Linked DNA regions of Rattus norvegicus: region 2 is linked to region 1. The links are chromatin contacts, called in public Hi-C maps. All regions are on one chromosome and are shown on one strand. The core of a region is the stretch at or near the end of the contact, and the rest is flanking DNA. Distances in the headings are between cores, read along the strand shown.

Evidence for each region. Hi-C and Micro-C count contacts between places; a contact is called where the count stands out from the background.
Region 2: a contact with region 1 is called in a Hi-C map of kidney, with 2.4 times the contacts expected there. The contact joins the promoter of Megf11 here to the enhancer-like site in region 1. A contact is called at or near these places in 6 of 12 Hi-C or Micro-C datasets (the A7r5 cell line, Schwann cells, kidney and 1 more) and 1 of 1 datasets of contacts at active chromatin or transcription factors (oligodendrocytes).

Annotation. Positions count from the first base shown.
Region 1 is chr8:73,746,021-73,750,089 of GRCr8, forward strand. No RefSeq gene overlaps it. Among named protein-coding and RNA genes, the nearest start is that of Dis3l, 13 kb to the left of the region's middle. Within about 2 kb of position 2,066, at least 1 of the 93 cell types and tissues checked has an H3K27ac peak or open chromatin away from gene starts, as enhancers often do. A contact at or near this core is called in kidney, where this site is marked.
Region 2 is chr8:73,785,835-73,789,903 of GRCr8, forward strand. Megf11 (multiple EGF-like-domains 11) reads left to right here and starts at 1,734. Exons shown (of 22, transcript XM_039082458.2): 1 at 1,734-1,935.

The DNA of each region.
Region 1 (4,069 bases), core at 816-3,315:
CTATGGGAACATTCCTCAACCAAACCATGCGTCTCCCTGGTCCATCTGTCATCCTCACCAGGAGAGTTGGCAGATGGAACTCCGACTGTATTTCAGGGGGGAAATGAACGAAGCAGGTGGGACACTCCTTCTTGCAGTTCTAAAGGACACCACTGACCTCTGTCCGTCCATCACTAGTCAAAGCACTCATTCAGTCACATTCAGTTCTGAGGGCAGAAAGTGGAAAGCCGGACATGGTGGAGAAGCAGCAACCTTAAATGTATCTGTATGTGCATGCCCATACATACATATGTCTACCCACACATACACAATGACTTCAGTTGTAGCAAAGGGAAGGGGCCAGCTCCAGCGTTCCATTATAATATTGTTTCCCCAATACGTTTAAAACCCATGACACCAATGACAGATCACACTCAGAACACGCTGGATCAGTGAGAAGGAAAAGGCAAATCTTGTTTAGATGTGTCCTTGAGACATAGTTAACTCAAAGAAGAACACGTTGGGCCTGAAGAGATTCCTCAGAGGTTAGAAGCACATACTGCTCATCCAGAGGATTGGGCAAAGAGAAACTTCCCGTAACTCCAGATCCAGGAGTTCTAAAACCTTCTGTCCCCTTTGGACACCCATACTGGTGGCAAAAACATAAACACAAAACTACTTTTAAAAAATTAAAAAAGAGCCAGGCACTGGGGGGAAAGATTAGTCTGTGGTAGTGATTTGTTCACATGCCTGTGAGGGACTTTGTAGATCAGATTCCCCAGGGTGACACAACCCCTACCTTACATCTGAGCAGCACCATTCTGGGGGCTGGGGGCCTGGGCTGGATAAAAAGAGGGTGAGCTGAGTACTGTCATTCACCTCTCTCCGTTCCTCACTGCTGCCACCTATGCTGCCACCTCACACTCTGACACCACGGCTTCCCTGTCAGGAAGGACAACACCTTTGATCTGGGAGCTCAAGCAAACCCTTTCTCCCTTAGGTTGTTTTTTTTTTAAGCGTATTTGATCACAAAGACAGACCCCAATCTGCCCCCTCTTGCCATGGTGTACTGCTTCACCTCAGACTAAAGACAGAGAGTCAGCCAATCATGAACTGAAACCACGAGCCCAAATCACTTTTTGCTATCTGAGTTGTTTCTCTAGGGGATTTGTCACAGTGATGAAAAGCTGACTGTCACAAATGTTTGTGTGTTGTTTGGATTTGCTTCCCAGGACTGCTGTGTCAAACTACAACAAACTTGGGAAAACAGATTTATTCTGCCATGGTTCTGGAGGCCAGAAACCCAAAGTCCGGCAGGACTCTCTCCAGAGGCTGCATCCGTTGGGCAGCTTGTCTGTCATCCAGGGCCAGTGGGGATGGGAGGGGGAAGTGACAGGAGAGGCAGTGAGGAGGAGTAGAGGGGATTGCCCAAGTACTTCTCCCAGCACAGGAAGAACTTCAGACTTAAATCTCCTTGAGGCCAAACATGGACGTCAGGGAAATTCTACTGACAACTCTCAAAGGACAAGGTGTGAGCAACACAGTGAACAGGTGGAGCTTGTCTGTGGGGCTTCGAGAAAGACAAGTGTTTCAAGAGTCGGTTTGTGTAATTCAGAATTCTGATACTGAGGGCTGAAGGCACGGCTTAGTCTGGAAAGAACTTGCCATGCAAACACAAGGACCTGGGCTAGAAACCATGTAGAAAACAACCTGGGTGTGCTTGTGATCCCAGGGATAGGAAGGCAGAGAAAGAGCCACATTTCTGGGGCTTGTTGGCTAGCCAGTCTGGTCTAGTTGGCTAATGAGAGGCCTTGCCTCAAAATATGACAATCAAGATTGTCCTCTGACCTCAAAACATACACATACATGTACTTGTACACACATATGTATCTACCATCCACCCATGAATGACAGAGGTGGGGAAGGAGATTTTGGGCACCAAACCAAAAAATAATCTCCTCAATTGAACTCTTGCAAGTCTGCCCATGGTCACTCCATTTAATTAGGTTGAGAGTCCAAGTGTCAGGAAGCCAGGTAGCAATTCCAGATGAGCCACGGGTGGCCTGATCGAGGGTCAGCTTGGCTAATACTTAGCCTAGTGCTATGCCGGATCACCAGGGTAGTAGCTGCAGCTTAGCACCTAAGCAGTCAGTAAAGGGGACCAAGTAGTCAGTGACTCAAATCTCTCAAGGTGTCCAGTCAGTAGTACCACTGACCCTGGGTGACAGATAAGCGCTCGAAGGATGCAAGCAAGCCGTCAGTGGATGAGGTAGTTCTAAGATCTATGGGCTGCTCCAGAGGCCCTCAGCCACCATATGACTGGCTCAAGCCCCACATGTTCAGTTAGAGGGTAACCCATAACTCTCTCGGTTCCTGCTGATGGGTTGTGAGTAGCTCTAACTCTAGAGGACCAGTGAGCAGCTTAAGACCTGGCAACAGTACCAACAATTAGCCCAAGTGCGCAGCTATCTGAAGGGCCGGTTGAGAGTGTCCCTTGCCTCTTCTAGCTGCTGAGGCTGCCAGGACTCTTCCACTGAGGCTATACCGGTCTCATAGTCACGGTGCATCCTTCTCTTCTGTGTGTCTTTTGCCTGTGTGTTTCTGTGTGTGTGCGTGTGTATACACAAATATGCTTGGGCACAGGTACAGAGGTCAGAGCGGGATGTGGAATGGCTTCCTCTTCCACTGTAATCCCTAGAGACAGAGTCTCTCACTGAACTGAGAGTTCACCATGCCCTGGCTAGGTTGGATGGCCAGAAAGCCCCTGCAGTGTGCCTACCTTACTGCCTAGTGCTTGGTTTACAGGCATTTGTCCACACCTAGTTTTTACATGGGTGCTCGGGGTTTGAACTTGGGTCCTCATGCTGGTGCAGCAAGTGTTCTTTATCTGCTGAGCCACTTCCCTGGCTCATTTGCCTTGTTTTTTTGTTTTTTGTTTGTTTTGTTTTGTTTTTTTGTTTTTGTTTTTTTTGTTTTTTTGTTTTTTGTTTTGTAAAGGCATCCCCTGCCAGGACAACCCAGCTTAATCTCTTCATCGCAACATCCTTAACTTAATTGTATCTGCCAAGACCCTTGTTCAAATTAGGACATGTCCACAGACTCCAGGGATAAGGACAGGGACACATACACATGAGGTATTTAATCTACTGTGCCTGTATAATGAAAAAAAATTAAAAATATAGAAAAATAAGTCAATGACAATGATTACTTTTGGGGGCATTTTAAATTTGCTACAGTGAACTCATATCATATTTAAATGGATCTGGGCATGGTGGCACATACTTGCAATTCCAGCATTCAGGAGGTAAAAGGCAGGAAGATTGGGGCTGGGGATTTAGCTCAGTGGTAGAGTGCTTACCTAGGAAGCGCAAGGCCCTGGGTTCGGTCCCCAGCTCCGAAAAAAAGAACCAAAAAAAAAAAAAAAAAAAAAAAAAAAAAAAGGCAGGAAGATTTGAAGTCTAGGAAATCCTGCATAGGAAGATCAACATCAACTTTGACAGCATAGGAGACGCCATCTGAAAAAATTCACTACCAACAACGAATCAGAAACCACAGAACAATAATAGTGAGGCTGGAATGAATGCTAAGACGACAACAAAAGCAAAACACGGGGGACGTCCAAACTTCCGCAAACCCCATAAACACCTACCTGTGACAGATCAGAAGGTTAATGGAGGGGACTTCAGAGAGGGGCTCAGTTGCTAAAGTGTCTGCCACACAAGTATGAAAGTGTGGGTTCAGATCCCCAGCATGGCTGAAGTCTCAGCTCTGGGAAGGTGGAGACAGGATCTCTGTAGGTTGCTGGCCACTCATCCCAGCAAAATTAGTGAGCTTCAGGTTTATCGAGAGACCTAGCTTCAAACAATAAGGCGCATGTGTGGTGTGGCGGTCCACAGAGGGCTCAGCAGTTAGGTGAACTTGCTGCTTTTGCAAAGGACCTAGGCTTGGCTCCTAGCCCCCACCTGGTGGCCCACAATCATTTGTACTTACAGTTCTGGGGGATCTGATGCCCTCCTCTGACCAGGAATATACATGGCACACATACGTACACGCAGGCAAAATATTCACACTCATAAAATAAATCAATATA
Region 2 (4,069 bases), core at 484-2,983, 39 kb after region 1:
CAAGTGAGAGGCAAGGTAGAGGTGGAGCTCAGAATCCAAGAGCCAATGTGCAGAGGATGCTGTGCAATCCTAGTTTAATTTTAATTAAGTTAATATTAACTGCAGACAGTGGCCCAGTGCCACCATTCACTGTTCCAGGAAATGGGCTTTTGGTTTAATCCTCAGAAGGCTTGTGGTACTGTCAGCAATCCTGTGTTACAAACAGGGAAACCGAGGCTGGAGGGACCAAGTGATCTTTTGAGTGTCATAGTGAGTGGAGCTGGCCTCCCAGTGTGAGACTCAAACACCTTAGAGCTATGGAGTTGGGGACTTTTTTTCAATGCTCAATTTGGTCTCCTCGCTGCCAGATGGGGAACTTCATATATCAACTAGATATTGGTCCTACAAAGGAGAACCTAGAGCACTAGAGAGGGGGCAGGAAGCTCCTGGGGTGTAGAATTTAAGGAGGGACTCATTCTGGCGGGTGTGAGTGCCCGGGTGTTGGCTAAGTGCCTTACCCTGTCTCAAGCTCTGCTTCTATGTTGTGAGCAGTGGCTGTGACATCACTTATCCATTTAACTTGACATTCCGAGGTAAAGAACTGCCAGGGAGGCTGATATGGAGTTTGGGGACCTGAAACCCCAATATAAAGATCTCTGCTCACACCATTCCTGCAGGGGTCCCAGCAGTTACTGGATGAAGATGGCCTGGTAGAAACCTGGGCTGGTGCTTCCAGAACAGGACTGTCTGCTGTGGGTCAATGGGAAATGAAATGGGCAGATGACAGGGGATGATCCTGGGGAAAGAGTTTGTTCCTCAGGATGCATAGGAGCCTGGACTGAGTGACTTGTCCCAAAGTCAAAGATAATCTGCCTGCTTTAGTGGCAAAATTCTCCTTCCAGGGACAGGCCACCTTTCCCAAGTGTGGGACTCCTCACTTCAAGGGAAGGAAACACCTCACCACCCCCACTTCTTGCAAACGGGGAAGCAGGAGTGAGCCTCTCACATCTTGGAGAGGAGTTGGGGTTTTCTGTGACATTCCCAATGGCCAGTTGTTCCCACCACCTGGACAGGACCCACTAGAAGCACTGTGTGGTGTAGTCTAAGGTGTCACATTAGATTGAAGTCTTCCAGGTGACTCTGGGGGCAGTGCCAGGCCTCTGACACCCTGTCATTAACATGCACCCTCCCCTCCCGCCCCCATCGAGTCCCCTGTTTGAAGACCAGCCTTTGGAGTTGACCATAGCATGGCACCTTTTTGCTCTGGGGCCTGGATATTTGCACTTTACCCTGTGCAGCTCAGAGTAGCGTGTTCTGCACATTGAGTTCTTTGCTTCTCTTGCTTTCCCTGGGTGTTTGTCCTCAGCTTGTTAAAAGCTCAGTTTGGGGGCATATTCCTTGATTCCTTCCATTGTGAGCTGGCTTCCCCAGCCAGAGCGGCTTCAAAGAACAGGGGCAGAGGCTACGCTGACCGCTTGGTCGGAAGAAAAAAAGGGGAGCCGGGAAGAGAAAGAGGGGTAAAAAAAAAGGAAGAGCTACAGAAAAGAAGGAGCGGGAAAAACGGTAAAAGAACGAAAACGGGTGGATGCAGAGTAGGGAAGTGAGAAGAGAGCAGAAGGAATTAAAGGAGGCAACTGGCAGAGAGAAAGCCAGGAAAAAGAGCGAGGGAACGAGCGCGATCGCAGGGTCTGAAAGGAGGTGGGAGGGAGAGGGAGAGAGGAGGGAGGAGGGAAGAGGGAGGGGCCGAGGGACGCAGGGGGTGGGGGCTGCCGTGGCAGCAGTCGCAGCGGCTCCAGCCTCCTGCTTGCTCACTCGTTCTCAGTGCCCGGAGCCGGCTTCCCGGCTCGGGGCGGTTCGCAGCTCCCGCTCCTGCCTGGGGACCTGAAACCGCTCCGGCTCCGGGGGATAGGATCGTGCGACTGGCTGGCCCAAGCCCTGGGCGCGCCGTGGAAGCAGGTAAATGGCTGGGTGGGGTCCGCGGGGACCCGGAGCCTCGGAGCACTGTGGGTGCATTGGGCCGGGGTGTGGGTTCCTGTCCAGGGGAGGGGGCTTTGCAGCGTGGCGACTAACTTTCCACTAGCTCCGTGGGTCCGTAGACTGCCCTGGCCAGGTCCGGGCTCTGGAAGGCGAGTTTGGCGAGGGGCAGAAGGTGGATGGCTGAGCTTGGGGGAGCGCCCGGGGGGTCTATGCGAGACGTGGAGAGCCTCGGCTGGGCCAGGCGCGCGTCCTCCGGCCGCAGTCAGGACGCAGCGGCCGCCGCGCCTCCACGTGCGGGGGAAGACCCGAGAGTCGCGGTGCGGGTGTCCAGAAGAAGGAACCTGCCAGCTCTGCATGAATCTGGGGTCTCCCGGCCGAGAGCCATTCTAGATGTGCTGGACCTTCGCCCCGCGCCGCGTCCTTCCGATCCGGGTCGGGACGCAGAGCTGCGGGGCCGCGCGCAGGTCCCCGCGGAGCCCAAGCCCAGCCGGTGCCACGCGCAACGTGAACTCACTCTCTTTTTTTTCCTGATCCTGTCTACCCACTTTCACCGAAGGAATCCCGGACACTCTGCAGTCCCGCAGGTCGTCCCTGATGACATACCTCCGACCCTTGGTGGAGACCCCAACACCCAAAGTTAAAAGAGAAGCGAGTCCCTCCTCCTGCGCTCGTGGGTGGCTGTCCCGAAGTTCCTAACTTCGCTCCCAATCGCGAGCAGTAGTGTTGTAGATGGGGTCACAGTGGTCCTAGCGGCAACCCTGCGCAGCCACCTTCCTCTAAGACTTGATTTAGTCTCTTAATTTTTTAGGGGGGAAAAAGGACTTAAAAATAGGTAAAACCGTTCCTTCCCGGATCAAGGTCGAGAGTGGGACGGAGTCACCATCCGTCTGTAGTCTGGGAGCGCTGGGTTTCCGCCTAGCGGGTCCCGGAGCCTTCGAACCCCAGCTGCTTTTTCCTGGAACTGACTCCCACGCTCCATCCCACTGTCGTAGCGTCTCAGAATCCGTCCCCATGAGTGCCTGCTGCGAGGCCAGCCGGCCTCCTTCCGGGCTGGTGATGCTCTCGAGAAAACCGGTCCAAGTGACTGGGATCAGATTCTCCCACGCATGGTCCCTCTCGGAGCCCATAAAGCAGGGCCTCCCGCAGGTTGGAAGATGCTTACCAGGGGGGTAGGGCTTCCCGCCTTCCCAGCTCTCTGTGGCAAGGATACTTGTGCCCGTGCATCCGCGCCCATCACTCTCCTGGGGGAAACTGGGGATAATGTCCTGACCAGGTGGTGGCGCGCGGCAGGCGGCCGGGACTGTCCGAGCCTGCCCCGATGGCGTTTTGGCTCCAGGAGTCCAGAGGCTGGATTCGCAGACCCTCATCGCTTTCCTGCTTTCCGTCCGTGTTGGACTGCAGTCCGAAATGATCTTTTGTGAGGCTTAGCGGAGGTTTAGAAGTAGCAAAATAGCTGGAGGTATTTGCAGAGAGGATCGCCTACCGGCCATGGACCCCGCCCCGAAGGTTGAGTTCAGTGCTCCAGAGCATTGACATTAACCTCCAGCCTAGGAGCCTTCCGTTCCTTTGGCGGATTCTCCTGCGGTGTTCACCAAGCACCGGGCTCTTACTCTTGCTCAGACATGGTTTAATTAAGCCCCTAGAAAATTGAAGCCTTTAACTGCAGTCTTTCCCTCTCCTCCCATTGCACAGATGAGCCTACTGAAGCCCAAAGAAGTGAAGGGACTCTCTTCGAGCTGATTAAGGGGAAGTGATCCAGTGTTCCTGGCTAAGGGCTGGGCACCTTTCCTGACTTCCACAGCTGACGCCCCCTTTCTTAGCGTAAGGCAGGTTAGGGCACCAAAGGATGAAAAGGTTGGAGGGTCGGGAGGTTGGAAGGTTAGAGGCAGGCCAGGTAATCAGCATCTCCCGAGAGGAGCCATGTCTATTGTATACCAAGTTTGTGCTTGCACTGTCTCTCCTTTTAGGTGCCACGGACCTGCCTCTCCCTGTGTCCTGTGAGGCACACGGGGAGGGTACAACAGGGATTGCTGTGCAGCCCAGTCCTGCAGACATTCTCAGCTGAAACCATTCTGGCAGAATCTAGAGTGAGCCTCATATTCTGCCACGGGGA